Linked DNA regions of Mus musculus: regions 1, 3 and 4 are each linked to region 2. A link is a contact called in public HiCAR-type, HiChIP or PLAC-seq and Micro-C data. All regions are on one chromosome and are shown on one strand. The core of a region is the stretch at or near the end of the contact, and the rest is flanking DNA. Distances in the headings are between cores, read along the strand shown. Region 1 holds the start of Cbarp (calcium channel, voltage-dependent, beta subunit associated regulatory protein). Region 2 holds the start of Dapk3 (death-associated protein kinase 3). Region 3 holds the start of Wdr18 (WD repeat domain 18). Region 4 holds the start of Stk11 (serine/threonine kinase 11).

Region 1 (2,843 bases), core at 312-2,811, 1.0 Mb before region 2:
CTGGGTTTGGCCTTGAACTTTGCAGCAATCTTCCTGGCTCTGCCCACCATGTGCTGGTGTTCTTTTTAAAGCAGGTCTTTGAAATACACCCATGGCTGACCTGGAACTCTCTCTGTGTATTTTCTATGCAGACCAGTCGGGGTCTGAAATTTGTAGCAATTGGGGCTGGAACCATGGCTCAGGAGTTAAGAGCACTATGGCTCTTGCAGAGGACCTGAGTTGGGTTCCCAGCACCTATACTGAGCTACTCAGAACCACCTGTAATTCTAGCTCCAGAGAGATCTGACACCCTCTTCTGGCCTCTGTGGGCACTTGAAACCACATGTACATACCCCCACACAAAGACATATAAATAGGTAAAAATTTAAAAATAACTCTAGTAATTCTCCTGCCTCAGCCTTGCTTAGACCTCGATATTGATACTTACTCTACTCTCCACCCTGCCAGCCCATACCAAGAGACCTGAGCCAGGATCCCCAGCTTTCATCACCAAGCTGCTGTGACCTCCCCCTGACTTCTCTCACCGGCGGCCCTTGTCCTGAGCCTTGCGGCTCTGTTCAAACAGGGCAGCCTCGTTGAAGGACACGCGGCGGCCGGTGGAGCTGGTGGCTAGGAAGCGCTCTGTTTCGGTGTCCTGGCCCTCGGGGTCTTCCCCCCTGCAGTCGGGGTCTGTGAGGAGAGCCAAGAGAGGGTGGGCCCGGGGTGGGCCGCGCGTGTCTGGCTGCCAGGCAGGCCGCTGGGCGGGGTGGGCTGGGAGGGGGGCACGGGCCGAGTGAGGGCAGGACGGGGCGGGCTGGGCGGGGCGGCGGGCACTCGCTCATCCGCTCACACACTCACTCGCTCTCAGCACGCGCCTGTGCGCACCTACGCCTGGGCGTTAAGGAAACAGAGATGAGTCGGACTCGAACTGCGCCCAGTCTGGTGGGGGAGACAGACAGACAGACCGTCAGGCGGCCCGAGGGGGCGGGCAGGGGGCCGAGGGGTGGGGCGCGGCGGGAGGCACAGTCAAGTGCAGCTAGGGGTGCTGCAAGCCGCGCGGGCCCCTCACCTTGTATAGGGTGGGTGCCGTTGTCCAGATAAGTAGTGGTGGTCTTCTCTGCTTCCTCCATGGCCCTGAGGAAGAAAGGGGAAGAAGAGTGAGCAGGAATGGGGCGTCTCCACTCTGAGGCTCTGCAAGCGCGCCTGGGCATGTGTCAAGTGGTTCCCAGGACAAGCACCTGTTGAAGCGCTGGTGCACCTCCCAGCAGCGTTTGCAGAGCAGAAGAACGCCAGACAGCACCACCAGCGTGCCTCCAACGAACAGCGACATCACCACCACCAGCAGCACATAGTTGTCCAAGATGGGGTCAGGCTCCGCCTGAGTCGGGGTTGAGTGCACAGGGCGGGGCATGTCAGGGCTCCACCGCAGAGTGGGGTTTCCATCCCACCTCTACCCCCAGTCTCCAGGAGTCACCCAACCCACCGTGGGGCGGCTGGTGGCATTGTCCCACGAAGTCGTCAGGGCAACAGTGGCGGTAGTGGCGGCCGCTGTGGCCATGGTGGCCGTGGGCTGCATTTTGAGGCTACAAGTAGGGCATAGAGCCAGCTCAGGTTCAGCTCTGCCGGCCCCTCCCCACAAGAGCCCCTGCAAGTCAGCCCCTACGTCCCCGTGCAGCAGCAGCAGCCGCCGTCACTGGGGTGACTCATGGACAGGTGGGGCCGAGTCTTACAATGTGAGTGCCCCCCCAACTCCCCATCCCCGCAGGGGTGCCTGGAGCCAAGGCTCCCCCCCCCCCCCACACACACACACGCCAGGACCTCTCTTTCGCCATCTTTATCACATAAAAGGTGTCATCGCGCTTGCGCAGCACTGTGTGTGTGTGTGTGTGTGTGTGTGTGTGTGTGTGTGTGTGTGTGTGTGTATGTGTGTGTGTAAATGTGGCTTTCCCAAATGCCAACCACCTCCCTGGCTGGCTGGGGTGGCCAGACCGGCAAGGTAGCGCAGCCATGCCCAGGAAAGGGAAAGCACCCTTGGAGGAACAAACACATGACGCCTCCACAGCATACTCAGGCAACATCCCAGGTGTCCTTCTTGTCTCAGGGTCTCATGGTGCAGAAAAGGAATTGAAGGTAGTGCACCTAAGGTGTGGGCGGGGCTGTACTAATGATTCCCCCACCCCCAGTCACGACTCGATAGGGAAAGGTCCTTGTTCCCCACACTGGTGGGAGTGCAAAGGACAAAAGACGCTCATCTGTTCCTGGCCTGAAAATTTTGGTTCCCATGGCGACGGTGCGCAGGGCCGCGCAGTGGCGGGGGGGGGGGGGGGGGCTGTTGCCAAGCAGAGGGAGGCGGGCGGGGGCGCGGGGGAGGCCGCCCACAGGGGCGCCCCAAGGCTTGGCCAAGATGGCTGCTCACCAGGCCTCTGCCAGAAGCGTGGAGAAACTGAGGCTAGGGCACATCATGGGGTGGGGTGGATTCAGAAGGGGCTTGTTAAAACTGCACCTGACTCAGTCCGGGAATGAAGATGATTCTGGAGTAATAAAGGCCATTTTGGCCATCCATCCCTACTTCCCACACCAGCGTGAGCATGCAAACCCCTTTCCCATGGAAGAAGAGCCCGCAGGCTCCACCGTCACCAGTGTTTTTCAGACTGGATGGTGGAGGAGTTGTGGGGCGAAACCTGAATAAACGATGTACCCCCCCCCAGAAGGCTACGTTTCCTCAGCGCACCCAGGCAGAGAGCAGCGGGCATCAATTTTGGTGGGTGGCATGGGGCGCATACGTAGGTCGGGAAATGAATTCAGGCTGGAGGGGGTGGGGCATGGTGAGGATGGTAATGAGAGGTGGGGGAGGAAGATGGCTG
Region 2 (2,864 bases), core at 294-2,793:
CTCACCATGTTCTCTCTTTTTCCTCGAAGTGTCCTGAGCAAGTGGTGGGTGGCATCTACGGTGTCCTGAACAGGAAGCGTGGCCATGTGTTTGAGGAGTCCCAGGTGGCTGGTACCCCCATGTTTGTGGTCAAGGCATACCTGCCTGTCAATGAGTCCTTTGGTGAGTGTCTGGTCCCTGGGGTTTGCAGATAACCTGCAAGGCCTGTGTAATATAGCTGCGGGGTGCAGAACAGAAGCAGATTTCTGTCATCACGGCCAGCTTGCTTAAGGGTGCCAGGAAAGACAGAGCTACAAACTACACAGAGAAACCAAAACAAAGGACCCAGGAATCCCTCCTGGGAGGGGTGGCAAGACAGCTAAGCATGTCCCCCCCCCACCCCACCCCCCCAGGGAAGTCACCTGAGTCTCCTGTCTTCTGTCTAGGCTTCACCGCTGATCTGCGATCCAACACCGGCGGCCAGGCCTTCCCCCAGTGCGTGTTTGACCACTGGCAGATCCTGCCTGGGGATCCTTTTGACAACAGCAGCCGCCCCAGCCAAGTGGTAGCTGAGACGCGCAAGCGCAAGGGCCTGAAAGAGGGCATCCCAGCGCTGGACAACTTCCTGGACAAACTGTAGGCAGCCTGATACTGCCACATGCTGCACAGTGCCCACCCATCAGAAGACACCTTGAGACTGTCCCACAGTGCTCCTCTAGAGGCTGCTGGGGCCACCCTGACATCACTCAGCACTCACTTGCTACCAATTCTATTTATTTCGGAATTACAAGATAGCGGGAATCTCTCTGCAGGCTGGACTGGCAGGCTGTGGGGTGGGCGGGACACGGCTCTTAACATTTTCAGAGGGAAACGCGCAGATGTCCAAAAGTCTAAATAAATGCATTCAGAGGTTTTTGGGGTCCATGGCCAAGTGGAGTTCCCCCAGAGGGGGAGGTGGGGTAAGTGCCTCCAGGAAGGCAGGCAGCCTGCCTTAGACTTGCAGCCCGGCTGTGGGAATGAATCATTGGAGTAATAAACTACAGTGGTTGATCCACATGTGCTCGCAACTCTGTTTTGTACAGCGCACGCTTTCCTGGTTTTCAGGGTATCTGGCTACCCTTAGGTGGCCTGCGGTGATTCACACATAACACACACACTGCACCCCGTGCGACAGAATGGGTTTTATTGTGAGTTCACAGTACTGCCTCAGTCCATTCCACAAACTTGAATCACTCCATAGACCTGCACATCAGGGGTTTGGTCTGCGCATACCCGGCTCCAGGTTATTGGCTTTCAGCCTCTCGCGTTAGCCAATCATCAGCCAGGAGCCCAATAATGATGTGCTCCACAAGGGCGGTGTCGAGCCTTCCTGTGAATCTGTCAGGCTGGCCAATGAGCACTGGACTCTCGCCTAGCCTTGGGTGATGACGTCACTAGTCAACGTCCGCTTCCGCTGAGAGGTCAGATGCTAACCAATGAGCGTGTGCATTCAATTTCCGGTTAAAGTCGTAGTCCAATGAGCGCTGGTTTTCGGGTTTTGCGGAGGTGTGCCCCTGCGCTGTCAGCGCATGCGTAGATGCCGTCTCAGGATTTGTACCGGAGGTTCTCGCGGGGGCCTCGCTGGCACCGGGCGGGGACTCGATGGCTGAGGACGGTACGAATGGGCCGGGTCCGGGACGTTGTGTTGGGACCCAAGGGACACGCGACGAGGGCGGGAGCGAGGGGAGGGAACCCGCGAGGGGCATGGCTTTCTCCAATCTCGAGGGGTGGACCTCTAGGAATAGCAACACTGCTGCGCATGTGTCAGGTTTCCGGCGACACCCCTGAGTTCCGGGGTGCTGGTGGGCATGATTGACAGGTGAGGAAGCTAGGTAGGAATTTCAAGAGCCGGACGCTATGGAAGTGTTTCGAGTAGAGAACCCCACGCTGACTTGGAACTCTGTTTAATCCTCCAGCCTCAGCCTCTTGAGTGCTAGGGTAAAGGGCACCTGACACTGTATTGTGTTTTATAGTTTTGTACATATATATATATATATATATATATATATATATATATATACTGCTTGAGAGATGTTGTTCCGCTTCTTTTAGTTATATCTATGCTTGTTTCTGAGAGGGGTGTCACAGTGCCCGCAGGTACCTGAGGTTCCTGAAGAGAGCGTTAGAGGTCATCAGGCCTGGGAGTTAGAGATACTAGTGAGCACTGGAAACTGAACTTGGAGACTGTGCAAGTACAGCACCCACTCTTACCGTCTCAGCCATCTCTCCAGTCACTTGAGCTGGTCTCATGGAACTCAGGCTGGCTTGTAACTCACCAAGTATTTGAGTATGCTCTTGAACTCGTAGCCGTGCAGCCCTCCGCTCCCCAGTGTGGGGTGTCAGGTTTGCTCTACCATGACCAAATTGTGGGTAGAGGCTGTAGATGACCAAAGAAAATCTGGGGCAGGGGCATTGTGTGTCACATATGCTGGGGAAGCCTCTTGGGAGAAGTCGGATCCGTGATAAACATTTCCTGTTTCCTCTGTCCCTCCAGCTCCTGTGTCCCCAGAATCCTTCAGAAGGCCAGCCGCCATGTCCACATTCAGGCAAGAGGATGTTGAGGACCATTATGAGATGGGAGAGGAGCTTGGCAGGTGAGTGGCGTGGGAGGTGGGTGCCCTTCCTCTCCTCAGTGTCTTGAAGCAGTGGCCACAGAGTTTTCTGGTGGTACCACGCCAGACTTCAGGTTCCCAGATGACAGGGAACCTGAGTTCCTTTTCTCTCGTGTCCTCTGTGGAGAGAGACACAGAGACCTGTAGCTGCTGCCCCTGAGCCGGGGACAGTGCCTCGGAGCATTGTCTGCTATGGGATTGTTCTCAGCTCGGTTTCTTCTTTTCCCCCATGAG
Region 3 (3,086 bases), core at 564-3,063, 1.2 Mb before region 2:
CGCCTCACTCGGACTCGTTTCCTCTCTTTCTGGCCTGAGGTCGCAGGGTCGCTGAGTCCAATGCTTGCACCCAGCATGCAACCTTGCTCCCTTCACAGGCCCAATAGCTGCTCTTAGACCCAGCTCACCATCCCACCGTGCGTCCAGCTCTGCTGCCACGGCAGGCGCAGCGCTCTGGCAGCCACATTCCCAGCTGCGATTCCACAATTGCTTGCAATCTCCTTTACTAACAGCACATGGAGGGAGGGAGGGAGGGAGGGAGGGAGGGAGGGAGGGAGGGGACACTTGGTTTTAGACCTGGCCTATGACCAGCAGCTGTGACCCGAGGCTAAAGGTTGCTTGGCTAGAGATTGACCTTTTGGGTCTACACGGAGTGAACCGAATACAAATTTGAAATTTATGGCTCAAAAGAGGAAAGGGCAAAGAAGCGGCAAATCCATAAAGGGCGTGGGTCGATTGGTAAGAGTTTAATCACCAATTCACCTCAGCCAGACATATTATCCTTGATGAGTATGTAGCCTGATTTTACATGCAGTAAGTCACTAACTTCATTTGGTCTAAATAAAGTATAAAGATCAGTGGTTTATATTTTTGCTATAAAACAAGGTTTAAAAAGTAAACCGGGGGCTGGTGAGATGGCTCAGTGGGTAAGAGCACCCGACGGCTCTTCCAAAGGTCTGGAGTTCAAATCCCAGCAACCATATAGTGGCTCACAACCATCTGTAACAAAATCTGACTCCCTCTTCTGGAGTGTCTGAAAACAGCTACAGTGTACTTACATATAATAAATAAATAAATCTTTAAAAAAAAAAAAGTAAACCGGTTTCAGAGGGAAAGCCAGGAAAGGGGACAATATTTGAAATGTAAATAAAGTAAATATCTGAAGAAGAAGAAGAAGAAGAAGGAGGAGGAGGAGGAGGAGGAGGAGGAGGAGGAGGAGGAGGAGGAGGAGAAGAAGAAGAAGAAGAAAAGAAGAAGAAGAAGAAGAAGAAGAAGAAGAAGAAGAAGAAGAAGAAGAAGAAGAAAGAAGAAGAAAAGAAGAAGAAGAAGAAGAAGAAAAGAAGAAGAAGAAAAGAAAGTAAATAAACCGGTCACCGGTGGTGGAGGCTCAAGGCCACCCAGCACATAAAGAGACACTGTCTCGAAAAGAAAGAAGGAAAGAAAGAAAAAAAGAAGGAAAGAAAGAAAAAGAAAACAAAAGAAAGAAAAAAAAAAGACAAACCCAGCAAACAGGTAGCAAAAATACCTTCCACTACACAGAGGTAATACAGTGCTGACCGGCCAGGGACTCCCCAGTCTTCTACGCATGTGCAGGAATCCAGTTTTGTTTTGTTTTGTTTTGTTTTGTTTTGTTTTGTTTTGTTTTGTTTTGTTTTGTTTTGTTTTGTTTTGTTTTGTTTTGTTTTGTTTTGTTTTGTTTTGTTTTGTTTTGTTTTGTTTTGTTTTGCCCCGCCCCGCCCCGCCCCGCCCCGCCCCGCCCCCGAAGAAGCTCCTGGTGTTCTTTAACCTGCTTGGCTGGGTCTAGCATTACGCCTTTCGCGCACTGGCTTGTACGCATGTGCAGGTCGTCTGGCTACGCCCTCTCACCTGCTGCTAGCTCCGCCCCAGAGCCGCGAACTTTTTACGCATGCGCACGTTAGGGCTCCTGGAACCCGTAAAGCACCAGGCAATCAACAGCCTCCTCGGCTTGGTGAAGCTACCGCGCATGCGTAGACTTTCCAGTTTGGCCTCTAGGAGGCGCTATGGCCGTTCTAGTCGGCCAGGAGCCATCTTAACAGTCTCTCTAAGGATGATGGGATTCAGGGGCGGGACTGGCAGAGCAAGATGGCGGCGCCCATGGAAGTGGTGGTGTGTACTGACGCCGCGGCACAGCTCTGGAGCTGCGTGGTGTGGGAGCTTCATTCGGGCGCCAACCTGCTCACCTACCGAGGCGGCCAAGCGGGGCCGCGAGGCCTGGCGCTACTCAATGGCGAGTACCTGCTGGCGGCGCAGCAGGGCAAGAACTACATCTGCGCCTGGGAGCTGCAGCGTAAGGTGTGGGGCCTCAGCGTCCGCGGGGCAGCCGAGAGTCCTGGGGCGCCGCCAGGGTTGGGGTCCCGGCGACCCTGGGGTGGCTGCGTGACAGGGCGTACTCGGAGGCCGAGGGGTTTTCTCCTAGGGAGATGGCGCCAACGCACGCGTGCTCAGATGAAGATCGATGGCGAATCCGCTTTTGCACGCTTGTAGTGTTAGGGACGCCAATTTTGATGCAGAAGGGAAAATGGGGTCCGTTAGAGGTCATGCTTTTGGACAGCATGGCAGATCAGAGATCTTGAGGAGCCGCAGGAAGACAGAGACCGACGGCCCGTCCTTTTGTTACCCTCGTAAAGAGTCGCAGATCTTCATAGTCAGGACTGACTGAGGCCTGGGGTTACTGGTTCTGATGTTTCTGGAACACAGAGCTTCCTTCTTGTCCGCTGGGATCCCTACTGCTGAGCCCTGACCCTGCCCTTCACTGGGAGGTTCTAGGCAGTGGTTCTAACCCTGAGCCGCACCGACAACCCCTCACTTGAGCAGTCTGTCTCCCCAACCCCCTTACTCTTGCTCTCTGTACTAAAAACTTTAACCTTCCATTGCCTCCGTTCTGATACTCACATAGTTTGTCTTGTATCCTGTGTCCCTAGGATCAGCTCCAACAGAAAATCATGTGTCCTGGGCCTGTCACCTGTCTGACCACAGCACCTAATGGCTTGTATGTCCTGGCAGGAATTGCAGAGAGCATCTACCTGTGGGAGGTGAGAACAGCTTGTCACACGTATGTGTCACTTGGGAATGCTAGAGAGTAAAACTGGTTGGTGTCCAGTTTTACCTGAGGTAGGCAGGTGGTCTTGGAGATCTTACCCATGACTTCTGAAAACAAAAATGTGGCCATGTCTATAGGGTCCTCATTTGTGACTGAGATACAGGACAGTGTTCAACCTGCTGGTGGCTCTAGTGCTGTCGTGAGCAACCAGGAAAGAAACTTAGAAAAGGGCAGTGACCAGAATTAGTACAGAGGAGGAGGAGGCAGGAACCAGAAGCAGTGCAGAGGAGGAGGAAAGCATTTA
Region 4 (3,256 bases), core at 356-2,855, 1.1 Mb before region 2:
TGTCTTGGGGACATGAGAGGCTGTCACACTGGGGGAGCTCAGGTACAGATCGGGTAGAAACAGAATGTTGTCTATTGCCCCTGACTCTTTCTGGATCTGTCCTTGGAGTCTGTCAGGGGAAGGGTGGAGGTGGAGGAGGAGACTTCCTTATCACTGCCATAGTTTAAGGCAATGTCAGAGCAATGAAATGGAGGTGAAACTCCAGAGTCTCCCTGTGTGATGTGGGTGCTGGCCAGCAAACCTGTGTGCTCAGGAGAGCAGCCAGTGCTCTTCACCCCTGACCTGTCCCTCCATCCAGCCTGACTCTGTTTGTCTAGTCTGTGTTTTCCCTGGATTTCTGTCTTCACGTCTGTTTCTCTGATCTTTTTTCTTAATTTATGTGCTTGCATAAGTCAGTTCTCTCCTCCTTTTAAGTCCTGAAGGCTGAACACATGTAGAGCAAGCACTTTTCCCACCTTTCCTGGAGTCTAGGTCTCTCCCTCCCCCAGGACTCTCCTGGCAGTACACCCCGCCCCCTAGTGGCCTCGGAGGGAACCATAGACTCACGGATCTATGGACCTTGTAACCGGCCTGTGCGTAAACTTGTGTGTAGAGGGAGTCAGGCAGGGTGAGCACTCGTCCCTCAATCATACTCCAACCCTTATTTTTTATTCGTGCAGTTAAAAAAGGGCACAGATAAAAATAATTAGATTAACCACCCAAAAACACTGCAGCAGGTGAGTTGAGGCCAGCGGCGACGTCTTACCCAGCCACCTTTTTTGATAACTGTTATTTAAAATTCTGTGTTGTGTGTGTGCGCGCGCGCGCCTACCACGGAGTCCCTAGGTTCAGAGACAGCCTGAGGGAGGCATTTCACTCTAGCCACCTTGTGAACTTACGGGGATCGAACTCATGAAGTCAGATTTGACGTCAATCGCCCGCAACCTCTGAGCCATCTCACCAGCCCAGCTGCTCTTATTTTGCACAGGAAACGCTCCTCTCTATGCCATGGATCTCAGAGGCGCTACATTAAGGCTTCAGGTTCGGGAGTGTCGACTTTGGGCTACTTTTTGACCTTTGACCCCTCCCCCAAGGCCGTTAAGAGCAAGCCTGGGCTGGATCTCTTTAGGGATCCACGAGCCTCTCTCTCCACCCTCCCCCATGCCTCCAGTCGCGGCCGTTCCCCGGAGGACGTTGACGCGCGTGAACTCTAACCGGAGGCCCGAAACTCCGAGGTCACCACAGCCAGCCCAGAGGTTTCGCTGGCCCGTCGCGCTTGCTGACGGGCGTCTGCGACAGCCACTGGCAAATAAAGTCCCGCCCCCACACACCAGGGCCAACCACTGAGGGGCGGGGCTTGAAGCCACAGCCCACGGCCGCTCCCTTACAGTCGCTTGCTTACTCCCATTGACGGGCGTCTCAGACAACCAATGAGAATTTAGATCACGCCTTCTCAGATGGAACCCGAACTGTCCAATGTCAGCTCGGGCGCCCACCTAGATCCAAATAGCCCAATCCTCGTTGGCGATTGAGGCGGGTCCGAAAGGTGGGGCCTAAAGCTACAGCCAACTGCCGCGCACGTCGGCTCCGCGAGGGGGCGTGTCCACCGTTGCGACGTGCGACGACGGCGCGGCGCAGGGCGGTAAACAAGATGGCGGCGGCGTGTCGGTCTAGGAAAGGGGAGGCGGCTCACGGCGTCCGCGAGTGAGGCGCGAGTCGCCGAGGGCGGCGCCGGCGTGGAGTTGTCTCTCGCGGGCAGCATCTTTCTGCCTGGAGTTCGATTCCCCCCTCGCCGCTCCGGCCTCCTGCCTGTCGCGCGGCGGCTAGGCGGCGAGGGGGACGCGCCGCCTGGGGTGGTTTTTTTCCCCCCTCGGTCCCCGGAAGATTTCCTGTCCGGATTTCGTGTCCGCGACTTGCGGGTGTCCCGGTGTCCCGCGTCCGGGTGGAGTCTGCGCCCCGAGAAGTCGTAGAACTAAGGGGCCGCGCGCGGCTTCGGCGCGGGCCGGACATGGACGGCGCGGACCGGCCTCGACGCGGCCGCCTGGGCCCCTGAGCGCGGGGCCCAAGTGGCGAACATGACCTAGCGGCCCGCGCGCCGCGACGGCGGACCGTCGCCTCCGTCGGAAGCAGCGTCCCCGGGGACCCGAATTGGGGGGACGCGAGGGTTGGGGGGGCTCATTGCTTTTTTTTTTTTCATTCTTATTTTCATTTTTTTTCTCCCTGAGCACCTAGAAGAAAAGGGGAAAATCAAAAGTGAAGAATTGGCGCCCAGGAAGCGGACGTGGACCCGGTTGTGGGGACCGGGAGAGTTGTGGAGGTCGTTCCTGTTTTTCCCCGTTCCTTTTTTCCCCTTCTTGGAACATTTGGAAGAAGCGGGTGGGGGGGGGGGAATTCGAACTTGAAAAGAATTGGCGCTCCCGAAGGGGACGAGGACAAAGAGTGGGCCAGGATGGACGTGGCGGACCCCGAGCCGTTGGGCCTTTTCTCCGAGGGCGAGCTGATGTCGGTGGGCATGGACACCTTCATCCACCGCATCGACTCCACCGAGGTAATCTACCAGCCGCGCCGCAAACGCGCCAAGCTCATCGGCAAGTACCTGATGGGGGACCTGCTCGGGGAGGGCTCGTACGGCAAGGTGAAGGAGGTGCTGGACTCCGAGACCTTATGCCGCAGGGCGGTCAAGATCCTCAAGAAGAAAAAGCTGCGCAGGATCCCCAATGGAGAGGCCAACGTCAAGAAGTAGGTGCCAAGGGCCTGGGGCCGACGCGGGCGCTGCCTTGAGCTCCTTGGGCAGCCCTTCCTCCTACTTTCTGGCTCTTCTCTTTCCTCTAACCGTTTTCTCTTCTCATTTCCTTCCTCCTTTTTCATCTCTTTCCTTTTACTGCCTTATCTACCCCATCTATCCCTGAGCGTCACCTCGTGGGGTCTGTATGTTAGGGCAGCCTGCAGGACTGTCCTAGCAGGAGGTCGTGCAGCCAACTGCGCCTCCAGCCCCCCTCTTTGGGCCAGGTCCTGGCGCAAGTCGCGCCTGGCTTCTTTGGCGGGCGTTGCCAGGCGGGTGGCTAGTTTGTTTACGCAGCTAGAGGGAACCGGTGGGGCCAAAAATAATGGTGAAGGGGGTGGGGGGGGTAGCCGGCCAGTGCTTGCGCAGGTCCCTGCGGTGTCGTGCGCGTAGTTGGCGTCGTTGGCCCGTGGGGACTCTTTATCGCCTGCTAGGCTTGGCGGAACTTGGAAAACTTCACCTACCGGCTTCCAAGAAGGGGCCTTATCTTTGGGA

Evidence for each region. A called contact is a pair of places that touch in the nucleus more often than the background predicts. HiCAR-type assays count read pairs that join an accessible place to other places. HiChIP or PLAC-seq counts read pairs in DNA pulled down with a chosen protein or histone mark.
Region 1: a Micro-C map of embryonic stem cells shows a contact between it and region 2, with 2.8 times the contacts expected there. The contact joins the promoter of Cbarp here to the promoter of Dapk3 in region 2. A contact is called at or near these places in 4 of 39 promoter capture datasets (embryonic stem cells, hippocampal neurons and liver), 2 of 484 Hi-C or Micro-C datasets (B cells and embryonic stem cells), 8 of 115 datasets of contacts at active chromatin or transcription factors (Th17 cells, embryonic forebrain, embryonic stem cells and 4 more) and 4 of 9 other capture datasets (adipose tissue, liver, macrophages and 1 more).
Region 3: a HiCAR-type map of astrocytes shows a contact between it and region 2, with 3 times the contacts expected there. The contact joins the promoter of Wdr18 here to the promoter of Dapk3 in region 2. A contact is called at or near these places in 4 of 115 datasets of contacts at active chromatin or transcription factors (astrocytes, bone marrow-derived macrophages, cardiomyocytes and 1 more) and 2 of 9 other capture datasets (adipose tissue and liver).
Region 4: a FOXA1 HiChIP or PLAC-seq map of pancreatic cancer cells shows a contact between it and region 2. The contact joins the promoter of Stk11 here to the promoter of Dapk3 in region 2. A contact is called at or near these places in 1 of 39 promoter capture datasets (liver), 1 of 115 datasets of contacts at active chromatin or transcription factors (pancreatic cancer cells) and 2 of 9 other capture datasets (adipose tissue and liver).

The regions. Positions count from the first base shown.
Region 1 is chr10:80,135,826-80,138,668 of GRCm38.p6, forward strand. It overlaps Cbarp (calcium channel, voltage-dependent, beta subunit associated regulatory protein), which reads right to left and starts at 1,562. Exons shown (of 9, transcript NM_001195268.1): 1 at 1,463-1,562; 2 at 1,218-1,357; 3 at 1,049-1,113; 4 at 525-669. The coding sequence starts at 1,555.
Region 2 is chr10:81,181,464-81,184,327 of GRCm38.p6, forward strand. Dapk3 (death-associated protein kinase 3) reads left to right here and starts at 1,544. Exons shown (of 9, transcript NM_001190474.1): 1 at 1,544-1,633; 2 at 2,513-2,612. The coding sequence starts at 1,621. It overlaps Eef2 (eukaryotic translation elongation factor 2), which reads left to right. Exons shown (of 14, transcript NM_007907.2): 13 at 30-162; 14 at 426-1,046. The coding sequence ends at 619.
Region 3 is chr10:79,958,339-79,961,424 of GRCm38.p6, forward strand. It overlaps Wdr18 (WD repeat domain 18), which reads left to right and starts at 1,814. Exons shown (of 10, transcript NM_175450.4): 1 at 1,814-2,034; 2 at 2,664-2,774. The coding sequence starts at 1,825.
Region 4 is chr10:80,114,190-80,117,445 of GRCm38.p6, forward strand. It overlaps Stk11 (serine/threonine kinase 11), which reads left to right and starts at 1,606. Exons shown (of 10, transcript NM_011492.5): 1 at 1,606-2,718. The coding sequence starts at 2,429.